Regions from separate parts of the Danio rerio genome. Here region 2 is linked to region 1. The links are chromatin contacts, called in public HiChIP or PLAC-seq maps. All regions are on one chromosome and are shown on one strand. Each heading gives the region's core, a stretch centred on a gene start, on an enhancer-like site or on the middle of the called end of the contact. The rest is flanking DNA. Distances are from core to core; before and after follow the strand shown.

Region 1 (5,152 bases), core at 2,342-4,841:
TATTTTTTATTTTTTAAATCAAGATGGGATTAATTATTTGTCCCAACACATTTCATAATCAGACACATGACTCACTTTTCTCTCTCCCCACACATTATTAATGGTGTTTTTCCCACGTCTCTTGTCCGAGTCATCAATGACGTCATCATGCACCAGGCTGGCGGTGTGGATCATCTCAGAGATCATAGCGATTGAGCGCTGCGCCGGTAGCAAAACCCTGAGGAGGGCACATGGAGGACTTATAAACACTGATTGATTAATTACATTATCAATACAACACAAACACAGTTCAGAAGCGTTTTCTCACCCCTCTTTATTGCTGTGGACATTACAAGCTCGAGCCATTAAGATCACAATCATTGGTCGAAAAGCTTTTCCCTTCCCGTCAAAGTAATAATCACACAGCGCTTTCAGCTCTGCTTTAGACACCAGCAGCTGCTGAATCAGAAAGATCACAAGGTCTGTTACAACACTTTGTTTTAGCCACCAAATTATAGATTTAGCTTCCATTCAATTCAGTAATAAACTCCCGAATACTGTACAAAAAGGGTTAAATGTTAATTCAATTCATTAAAAAAGCAGACTATGAATAAACCTCAATTTAACAAATTTTTCTAGAGTAATATTATTCACAATGTTGCTATAAAGTAGAAAATACACCAAAATAATAATAATCTGAAGAAATAAAACAGCTTTAAAATATATTTAGTCACAGGTAAAATAAAATAACAAGCACAATATTATTTTCACTACATATAAAATAAATGAAAATTGAGAATTCCCTTTTTACTACATATATAAATAAGTTTCCCAAATAGGAAGTGCCACCCATAATTTCAAATGCAAATTCTGTGTAAAAAGTGCAGTTTTTAATGTAGAAATGGAAAGTAATACAATAACTCATTAAGCAACTGTGGACAAGAAAAATGATTGGTGGTAAAATGCAAAACAAAACCATACAATATTCTTGGTTTACCTGTTTTATGTCATCATATATATTTTGCAAGTCCTTTTGTACGAGTGAGAAAGGATCTTTTAACTTTGCATCACTGTGTAAACTGCAGCTGACTCGGGGCGTTGAGTACAGATATTTACACCTGTGCCTGAAACACACACATGTTAAGACAATTAAACAAACCCATTCTGATTAAGAACAACGTACATTAACAAATGTGTAAGAAAACTAAATACAAATAAGCATGTCTGGATAAATAGATGTATGTCAAAGCTGGTTGACTATATTATGTTGTGAGTCAATTTAACCCCAACAAAAATTTTCAGAATTACTAGTTAACCTGGTATAGTTTAACTAGGTTCAATTAGGTTGATAAATGTTCCTTCAGAGCTTTGAGATGTTGTGGGAGAATGTGTGTAAAAGTAGTCAATAGTCATTTAACAATAGTTCACTGTAATAGCAATTCCATGAATTTCACATTTTAATATGTTTAACAGGGAAAAGACATTTTCACAATATTTGCTACTATTTTTTCGTCTAGAGAAAGTCTAATTTCTTTTAGTTTGACTGAAATTAAAACAGTTTTTCTTTCTTTTTAAATATCAACATTGTTAAATATAGTATATTAATACATATCAAAGTATTAGTGATGCGCGGATGGCGGTTATATCCACGGGCGCTGCGGATAATCCGTGGGTCGGGTAATAAAAAAATACATTATGATTAATTTCGGGTGGATGTAGCGGGACATGGCAGTGGACCAGCGAAAAAGCAAAGAGTGGGCTTTGCAGAATGGGAAGATATGAGACGCCCAAAAATAATGGATGAAGAGCAAGAGTAGCCTACTGTTCAAAGTTTCAGTTAGAGGAGTCATCAGAGGAAAATCTGCTATCCTTTTGGGAGAAACAAGATTGCTTTTTTCCACGACTATGATGCCTTGCTAGAAGAATCTTGTTCTACAACACGCGGTGCGAGCGAACTCTCATTCAGTGCAGCTGGCCGCATTTTGGAGGAGAGGCGGAATCACCTGAATCCAGGCACAGTAAAGGCTGTTCTGTTTTTGCACAGTGTGAAGAAAAAGGCCAAGTAAATACAACATAGTTTCCATTAAGGCTGAAGTGGCACCCTTTCTGTTATGTTGTTCCTGTATCTGTAAAAGCTAAAAAGTCTTACTTTTACTTTCTGTATCTATTTAAAAATGAAGAAAATGTTATCTAAAGTTTTACTATCAGAGATGTGCAGATTAGCTCACCGAGTCTGCTATTAATATTCACATTGACCTATTATCATGCCTAAAACAAAGAATTAAATTATTAAAGCGACGATCGGGTACGGGTTGGGTGCGGATACATAAGTCAGATAAAACTATATGCACGGGTGCATGGCGGGTGGATGATTATTATGAAGCCGCGGATTCGGGTGTCATTTCAGCGGATCCGCGCATCTCTACAAAGTATAGAAAATTTATCAATACTAGCCTCTTAGGTATTAAAAAAAATTAAAGTGTTTATGGCTATTTGCATTAGTATGCTGTTATATAATCATTATATAATAAGTGACATAAAAAAATCTCAAAATGACAATAATTTTGGCTTTATGCAACAGTTTTTATGACAATATATCACACAACAAAAATGGATTATCGTGACAGGCCTACAGTTATAATCCATATCATTAACATACCTTGAAAGAGTCACTGGTTTGTTAAAACTATGTACATGACCCTGCTGAAATAAAACCTGAAACACAAACAAAAAAAAAAAAAAACAGATCATACAGGCTGAATAATGCAGTTTGCATTAAAACAATAATGTAATTAGGACAGAGAGTATCACGGTCAAAATACAAATATGTTTTCAGCATCAGAATATGTAGACTCTTTTCATAAGGGTTCCAGAGTGTCCTGTTTAATTGTTCAAAAACGAAAAAAAAACAAAACTGTATTATCAGTAAATTACCTTCAAAGTACAACAATGTTCACAGTCAAATAAATAGTGCTATAAGTTAATGCTGTTTTGAAGTCAGACTTTATATTTCAGACATATAAATATTTAAATGATCGCAGTAAACTATATAGGAAAGAACTGTTAAGATGAACACATATCCGAACATAAGATCAACTTTACCTTAATCTGGCCATTTACCTCCATATATGTACACATGCTTTAAGTCAAGTCTTCTTGAGCAACATTCTTCTTCTTCAGTGAGTTTCAGTAAACTACAAATCAGCGGAAGTGTCTCTACTCCCGCACACTCCTGACCTTTAACATGAACACTTCATGAAACACTCATGTTGGCTTTACAAACGCGACTGCAATCATCTAACTGAACGCTTTTAACTCTGTTTTAGCGCACGATATGCTGTAAAGAGTCTTAAACCTGACCCATACAAACACAGCAGTGATCTGTCATTCATTTGCACACCGGTGACCTTCATCATCCGTGTGTGCTTCAGTGTGATCGATACCTGTGTGGCGGCGGAAGTAGCAGCTTTTCTTCCTGCTGAAGCCGCTGGAGTGAAAGCTCTTCTGCTGGAAATACAACAATATTGTAGTAATACAGCAGCTCCTGTGCTGCTCCTCCAGCATCGGCTCCACGGCACCGCCATGCTCGCACACACAACCGAGAGCCGCACATGCCCAGTGACGTCAGGTTACGGAACAGCACAGAGCCGCATGACCCGGAAAATACTGTCACGTGACGTGTTGTATAGCTATGGGTGTGCTGCCTTTTTTTTTTTTTTTTTTACAGTTATGAGATCTGTACAATTATTGTCCAGTTAAAAACACCAACAATAATTATGTAAAATATGTGTCACGTTACAAAGAAGTTTTTCTTCTTTCAAATAAAACGTTAATGCTTAAAATGTTACAAATTAAATATATAAGTTAATTACAGCAGTAATACATACATTTATTATATTGCTATTACATTTATTATTTAAAAATTCTATGATTTAAAAATATAATACATACATAAATTCTTTTTTTTTTGGTGTTTATTATTAGTGTTTTTATTATTTTTCAATGAATACGAAATGTTACATTTTAATAATAATAATATTTAACAAAATAAAATAAATAAATGCATTATTAGAGACAGCACAGTGGCGCAGTGGGTAGCACAATCGCCTTACAGCAAGAAGATCGCTGGTTTGAGCCTGGGTCAGTTGGCGTTTCTGTGTGGAGTTTGCATGTTCTCCTCGTGTTGGCGTGGGTTTCCTCTTGGTGGTCCGGTTTCCCCCACAGTGCAAAGACATACGCTACAGGTGAATTGGGTAAGCTAAATCATCCGTAGTGTTTGTGTGTGAATGGATGTGTGTGGCTGTTTCCCAGTGATGGGTTGCAGCTGGAAGGGCATTCGCTGTGTAAAACATTTGCTGGATAAGTTGGGGTTCATTCCGCTGTGGCGACCCCAGAATAATATATGGACGAAAAGAAAATGAATGAATGAATGTATACATTATTATAGTGATTTTTATGAATATTTATTTTAACCATGATTTAAACTAAAACAGCAACTAAAATGTAGTTCAGTGTAACAACGGTTTTCATAACAACAACAACAACAACAACAACAACAATAACAACAACAACAACAACAAAATCCAATATTCAAGGATCACAGTGGAGCTTAAAAGTTGCCAGTTTTTGATAATTTAAGATAGTATGGTCAATTTTGTACAGCCTAATTTAAAAGAGCAGGTAAAAAAAAAGCTATTATTATAAATACAAATATTCAAATATACATATGAAAAAAAGTTCAATAATTCAGTTTTATTAAAGGCTTTATATAATTGATTATTTAAAAAAATAAGTAAATTACCATCTGATAACTGAGATTAAGCTGTGATGGTAATTGTATAAAATCTCTGCATCGTCTATTCTATTAGATCACACAGTTTTGCTGTTGAGTTTAAACCTACCAAAAACCCAAGATAGAGCGGTTGAGTGAAGGTGGTCTGGACTCTGTGGATGAGGCTCATTGTGTCAGAGACGCTGTAGAAGGACAGAGTTCCTGCACTGTGATCCACATACACTCCTATTCTACTGCTGGACAACACTGGGAGAACAGTCTGTTTTCTATTGTGAAAAAAGTGCATGTGGAGGAAGAGCAGTACAACATCCATGAATGATCATTAAGTCCAAACACACACTCAGTGCTGTTTCCCTTCCTCCTGATGCTCTTATGTCACTG
Region 2 (5,116 bases), core at 158-2,657, 320 kb after region 1:
TATTTTGAAGAATATTTTGATTGTTGCTTGAACAAATCTAGTTTTTGGCATTCAGAACGTATATGGATTGTGTTTCACAAAATACAAGATAAAAAGCAAGATGACAGTTTTCCTTTCTAGATGAATCATTCATTTGAATGTGAAATAAAAGAGTTGTTTAACATGATTTGGCTTTACAAACCCAGTGCAAAGTCCTCTGTTTACAAGCAAAGCCACTATTATTACCAGTACCTTTGTAAACAAACTGCCATGATCTCCCTCGGTTCGTTCAGTCTCTGAATCGCTGTTATCCTCAGACTGTGGTTAGTGTATATCGTTCTCGTGCCTGCCTCTTTGCATATTTTGGGCAGCATTTGGGACAAATGATTGACTCCCAGTGGGAGTCCAGTATACCAGATCTCATCACTGAGGAAATAGCTCCTTTTGGGCTGCAGATAGAGAGCTTTAGCGTCGGCTGGGATTTTCCTCAGGTATTTCTCCAGAGACGCAACAGGACACAGCGGATTCCCCGGCTCTTCAAACATAGCCTTCCGCTTCTTCTTATCCTTCTCCGGCATGTTCTTCGGTTCCTCGTGTAGTGCCATGGTGAAGTATTTAAATCCGTTTTGGTCCAGGTTCAGAGCAAATGTGTCTGGCTGCAGGTGTCGGTTGCCCTCCTTACCCCTGAGCCCAAAATGCAACTGGATGTCATACCACACCTTATACAACAAGCCCTTTGGGTTCCCAGGGTCCAGTGCAGTTGAATGTTTGAGGATGTGTTGGTCTTCAGGGGTAATTGGTGGGTAGTGTGTTGTTATATCCCTACCGGAGCGACGGATCTGCTTGACCACGCCTTTGAAAACATTGTTAGCAGACCTGAACTCAGCGTCCTGCATCAGATTCCACGCACGGTTGACCGGAGGGTCGTTAACGTACCGGTTGAGTCCAGCCCGGAGACCGACGTAGCTGCTGATCCCGTACAGCTCTCCTTTGCTGGTCCGAATAGATCCATAAAACTCGCGGAGGATTGTGTTTACCTCCGATTTATCGGCCGTTTTAAAGTCTATGGTCAGCTGCTTTTCCCGCAGCCAGGCTTTAAAACAGTTAACAGCCCATATGGTTTGCTTTACAGTACTAGACTCGTTCCGGGTGTGTTCCAATAAGTCCAAATCCGCTGATGATACGTTTGCACATCTGGATATCTGTGCTGTTAAAGCGGGGTCTCCTGCCTCCGTCTCTTCCTCCTCTTCACCTGAAGAGCTCTCACACTTTAAATCAAACATGCTGTTCATGGGAATAATGACCGGAGGAGGTGCTCTTTCTCCTTATTTCACGGATGCCAAATGATTATTTCCATGTCTGTAAAATCTGAAATGAACACTTATTATAAAGCGACTAGCTAACCTGTGCATATTGCTAGTAACGTTAATGTTCTCTTTCTTTGTTGTTCTTCTTCTTGGAGATGGTGGAGGATGGAGAGCCGCAGAAATATACCGCCACCTGCCGTTTACTGTGATAATAAGTAATCTTGTCCCAGGCTATGCTTTCAGCCGAGAGAATACAGGTGGTAAACATGTCTATGTACAATTTAATATACACATGTGATTTTAAATAAACGTTAAGCACATCAAATGCTACTGAAGTCCTGAGGCCTTGCAGTAAGAATTTTTTTCTCGAATATGATCAAAAACGCTCGTGCTTAATGTACATTCTTCATCATGTAAATGGTAGGCTATATCATTATTTACAATATACTATTCATTCAACTGTTGGCATTTTAAAGCTCTTTATGGCGCAAAATGCTGCATTTATAAATTATGAAGAATGATGAAGATGCTTTGCTTCCTTTCGGCAAGTTATTTACAACTTTGCGCCATATAGAGTTGCTTTAAAATGGCAAACGTTAAGGGAATATTGTTGTTAATAAAGATTTATAATCATATACATGAATATAATAATGAATCTACATTAATCATGAGCACGCGAGCGTTTTCGTTATGTCAAGATCAAAATTAAGTCGTGATCACGACATAACAACTTTTCGTTATGTCGAGATCACGAGATAATTAAGTCGTGATCACGAGATATCTAAGTCGTGATCACGACATAACAACTTTTGTTTTGTCGAGATCACGAGATATTTAAGTCGTGATCACGACATAACGAAAAGTTGTTATGTCGAGATCACGGGATAATTAAGTCGTGATCTCGACATAACAAAAGTTGTTATGTCGTGATCACGACTTATTTTTTTACTTTTTATTTATGTAGCCTGTTAATTATTATTATTATTATTATTATTATTATTATTATTATAGTTATTAATATAATTATTAATAGTATTATTATAAGTAGTAGTAGTAATTTTATAATTATTAATATTGTTGGTATTGTTATTATTACTACTATTTGGAAAATATCTGGCCTGTGGGTCTACACCGGCCCTGCGAACAGGGAGTGAATATGTGTGCAACACATTAAAGACGTTCAGAACAGCAATATAAAGATGGCTCAAGCACATTGTTAATGTTCATTCGTTATTAATTTGTATATCTTTATATATCATTATTTGCAATAATATTCCGGCAACTGTTACCATTTTAAAGCAACATATGGTGCAAAATGCTGCATAATAAATTATGAAGAAAGATGAAGATCCTGCTTATTTGCTTCCTTTCTGCAAGTTATTTACAATTACTTTAAAATTGCGCCATAAAGAGTTGCTTTAAAACTGCAAAAGTTAAGGAAATATTGTTGTAAATAAAGATATATAATATAATAATGAATGCAGGCTACAATAATCATGAGCACGCGAGCGATTTTGTTATGGCGAGATCAAGAGATAATTAAGTCGTGATCACGACATAACAACTTTTCGTTATGTCGAGATCACGAGATAATTAAGTCGTGATCACGATATAACAAAAAAGTTGTTATGTCGTGATCACGACTTATTTTTATTTTTTATTTTTTTTATTTTGTGCTTTTTATTTATGTAGCCTATTAATTATTATTATTATAGTTGTTAATAATATTATTAGTAGTAGTAGTAGTGGTAGTAGTAGTAATTTTATTAATATTAATGTTGTTGTTGTTGTTGTTGTTATTAATACTAATAACAGTAATAACAACAACAATGGCCAATATCTAGCCTGTGGGTCTGCACCAGCCCTGCGAACAGGGATTGAATAGCCATATGTGCAACACATTAAAGACATTCAGAACAGCCATAATAATATGAACGCAAACGCTCGAGCTCATTTGTTAATGTTAATTTGTTAATATTTTCATGTATATCTTTATATATCATTATTTACAATAATATTCCCTTAACTGTTACCAGTTTAAAGCAACTCTTCATGGCACAAAATGCTGTATATTAAAGAAAGATGAAGATCGTATTTGCTTCGTTCCTGCAAGTTAGTTACAAAAAGGCTACTTTAAAATTACGCCATAGAGTTGCTTTAAAATGGCAAAAGTTGAGAGAATATTGTTGTTAATAAAGATATATAATCATATACATGAATATAATAATGAATCTCATGAGCACGCGAGCGTTTTTGTTAAGGCGAGATCAAGAGAAAACTAAGTCGTTATCACGACATAACAACTTTTCGTTATGTCGAGATCACGAGATAATTAAGTCGTGATCTCGACATAACAGAAGTTGTTATGTCGTGATCACGACTTATTTTTTGCTTTTTATTTATGTAGCCTTTTAATTATTATTATTATTATTATTATTATTATTATTATTATTATTATTATAGTTATTAATATAATAATTAATAGCAGTATTATTATTATTAGTAGTTGTATTTTATAATTATTAATATTGTTGTTATTGTTATTATTACTACTATTTGGAAAATATCTGGCCTGTGGGTCTGCACCGGCCCTGCGAACAGGGAGTGAATATGTGTGCAACACATTAAAGACGTTCAGAACAGCAATATAAAGATGGCTCAAGCACATTGTTAATGTTCATTTATTATTCATTTCATGTATATCTTTATATATCATTATTTGCAATAATATTCTGGCAACTGTTACCATTTTAAAGCAAATGGTGCAAAATGCTGCATAATAAATATGAAGAAAGATGAAGATCCTGCTTATTTGCTTCCTTTCTGCAAGTTATTTACAATTACTTTAAAATTGCGCCATAAAGAGTTGCTTTAAAACTGCAAAAGTTAAGAAAAAATATTGTTGTAAATAAAGATATATAATATAATAATGAATGCAGGCTACAATAATCATGAGCACGCGAGCGATTTTGTTAAGGCGAGATCAAGAGATAATTAAGTCGTGATCACGACATAACAACTTTTCGTTATGTCGAGATCACGAGATATCTAAGTCGTGATCACGACATAACAACTTTTCGTTATGTCGAGATCACGAGATATTTAAGTCGTGATCACGACATAACAAAAAGTTGTTATGTCGTGATCACGACTTATTTTTATTTTTATTTTTTTGCTTTTTATTTATGTAGCCTATTAATTATTATTATTATAGTTGTTAATATTATTATTAGTAGTAGTAGTAGTGGTAGTAGTAGTAATTTTATTAATATTAATATTGTTGTTGTTGTTGTTGTTATTAATACTAATAACAGTAATAACAACAACAATGGCCAATATCTGGCCTGTGGGTCTGCACCAGCCCTGCATGCGAACAGGGAGTGAATAGCCATGTGTGCAACACATTAAAGACATTCAGAACAGCCATAATAATATGAACGCAAACGCTCGAGCTCATTTGTTAATGTTCATTTGTTAATATTTTTATGTATATATTTATATGTCATTATTTACAATAATATTCCCTCAACTGTTACCAGTTTAAAGCAACTCTTCATGGCACAAAATGCTGCATATTAAATTTTAAAGAAAGATGAAGATCGTATTTGCTTCCTTTCTGCAAGTTATTTACAAAAAGGCTACTTTAAAATTACGCCAGTTGCTTTAAAATGGCAAAAGTTGAGAGAATATTGTTGTAAATAAAGATATATAATCATATACATGAATATAATAATGAATCTCATGAGCACGCGAGCGTTTTTGTTAAGGCGAGATCAAGAGAAAACTAAGTCGTGATCACGACATAACAACTTTTCGTTATGTCGAGATCA

Evidence for each region. HiChIP or PLAC-seq counts read pairs in DNA pulled down with a chosen protein or histone mark.
Region 2: a contact with region 1 is called in an H3K4me3 HiChIP or PLAC-seq map of embryo, with 2.8 times the contacts expected there. The contact joins the promoter of LOC100006839 here to the promoter of pdss1 in region 1. A contact is called at or near these places in 3 of 18 Hi-C or Micro-C datasets (caudal fin, hematopoietic stem cells and an unstated tissue) and 2 of 4 datasets of contacts at active chromatin or transcription factors (caudal fin and embryo).

The regions. Positions count from the first base shown.
Region 1 is chr24:6,212,502-6,217,653 of GRCz12tu, forward strand. It overlaps pdss1 (prenyl (decaprenyl) diphosphate synthase, subunit 1), which reads right to left and starts at 3,592. Exons shown (of 11, transcript NM_001017656.1): 1 at 3,423-3,592; 2 at 2,639-2,694; 3 at 977-1,103; 4 at 308-438; 5 at 76-217. The coding sequence starts at 3,563. The region is part of intron 7 of gpr158a (G protein-coupled receptor 158a); the gene reads right to left. It also overlaps the pseudogene LOC100535043.
Region 2 is chr24:6,538,471-6,543,586 of GRCz12tu, forward strand. LOC100006839 (tripartite motif-containing protein 16) reads left to right here and starts at 1,408. Exons shown (of 7, transcript XM_073941403.1): 1 at 1,408-1,543. The coding sequence starts at 1,408. The region is part of intron 7 of gpr158a (G protein-coupled receptor 158a); the gene reads right to left. It overlaps zgc:174877, which reads right to left and starts at 1,422. Exons shown (of 5, transcript NM_001430955.1): 1 at 232-1,422. The coding sequence starts at 1,271.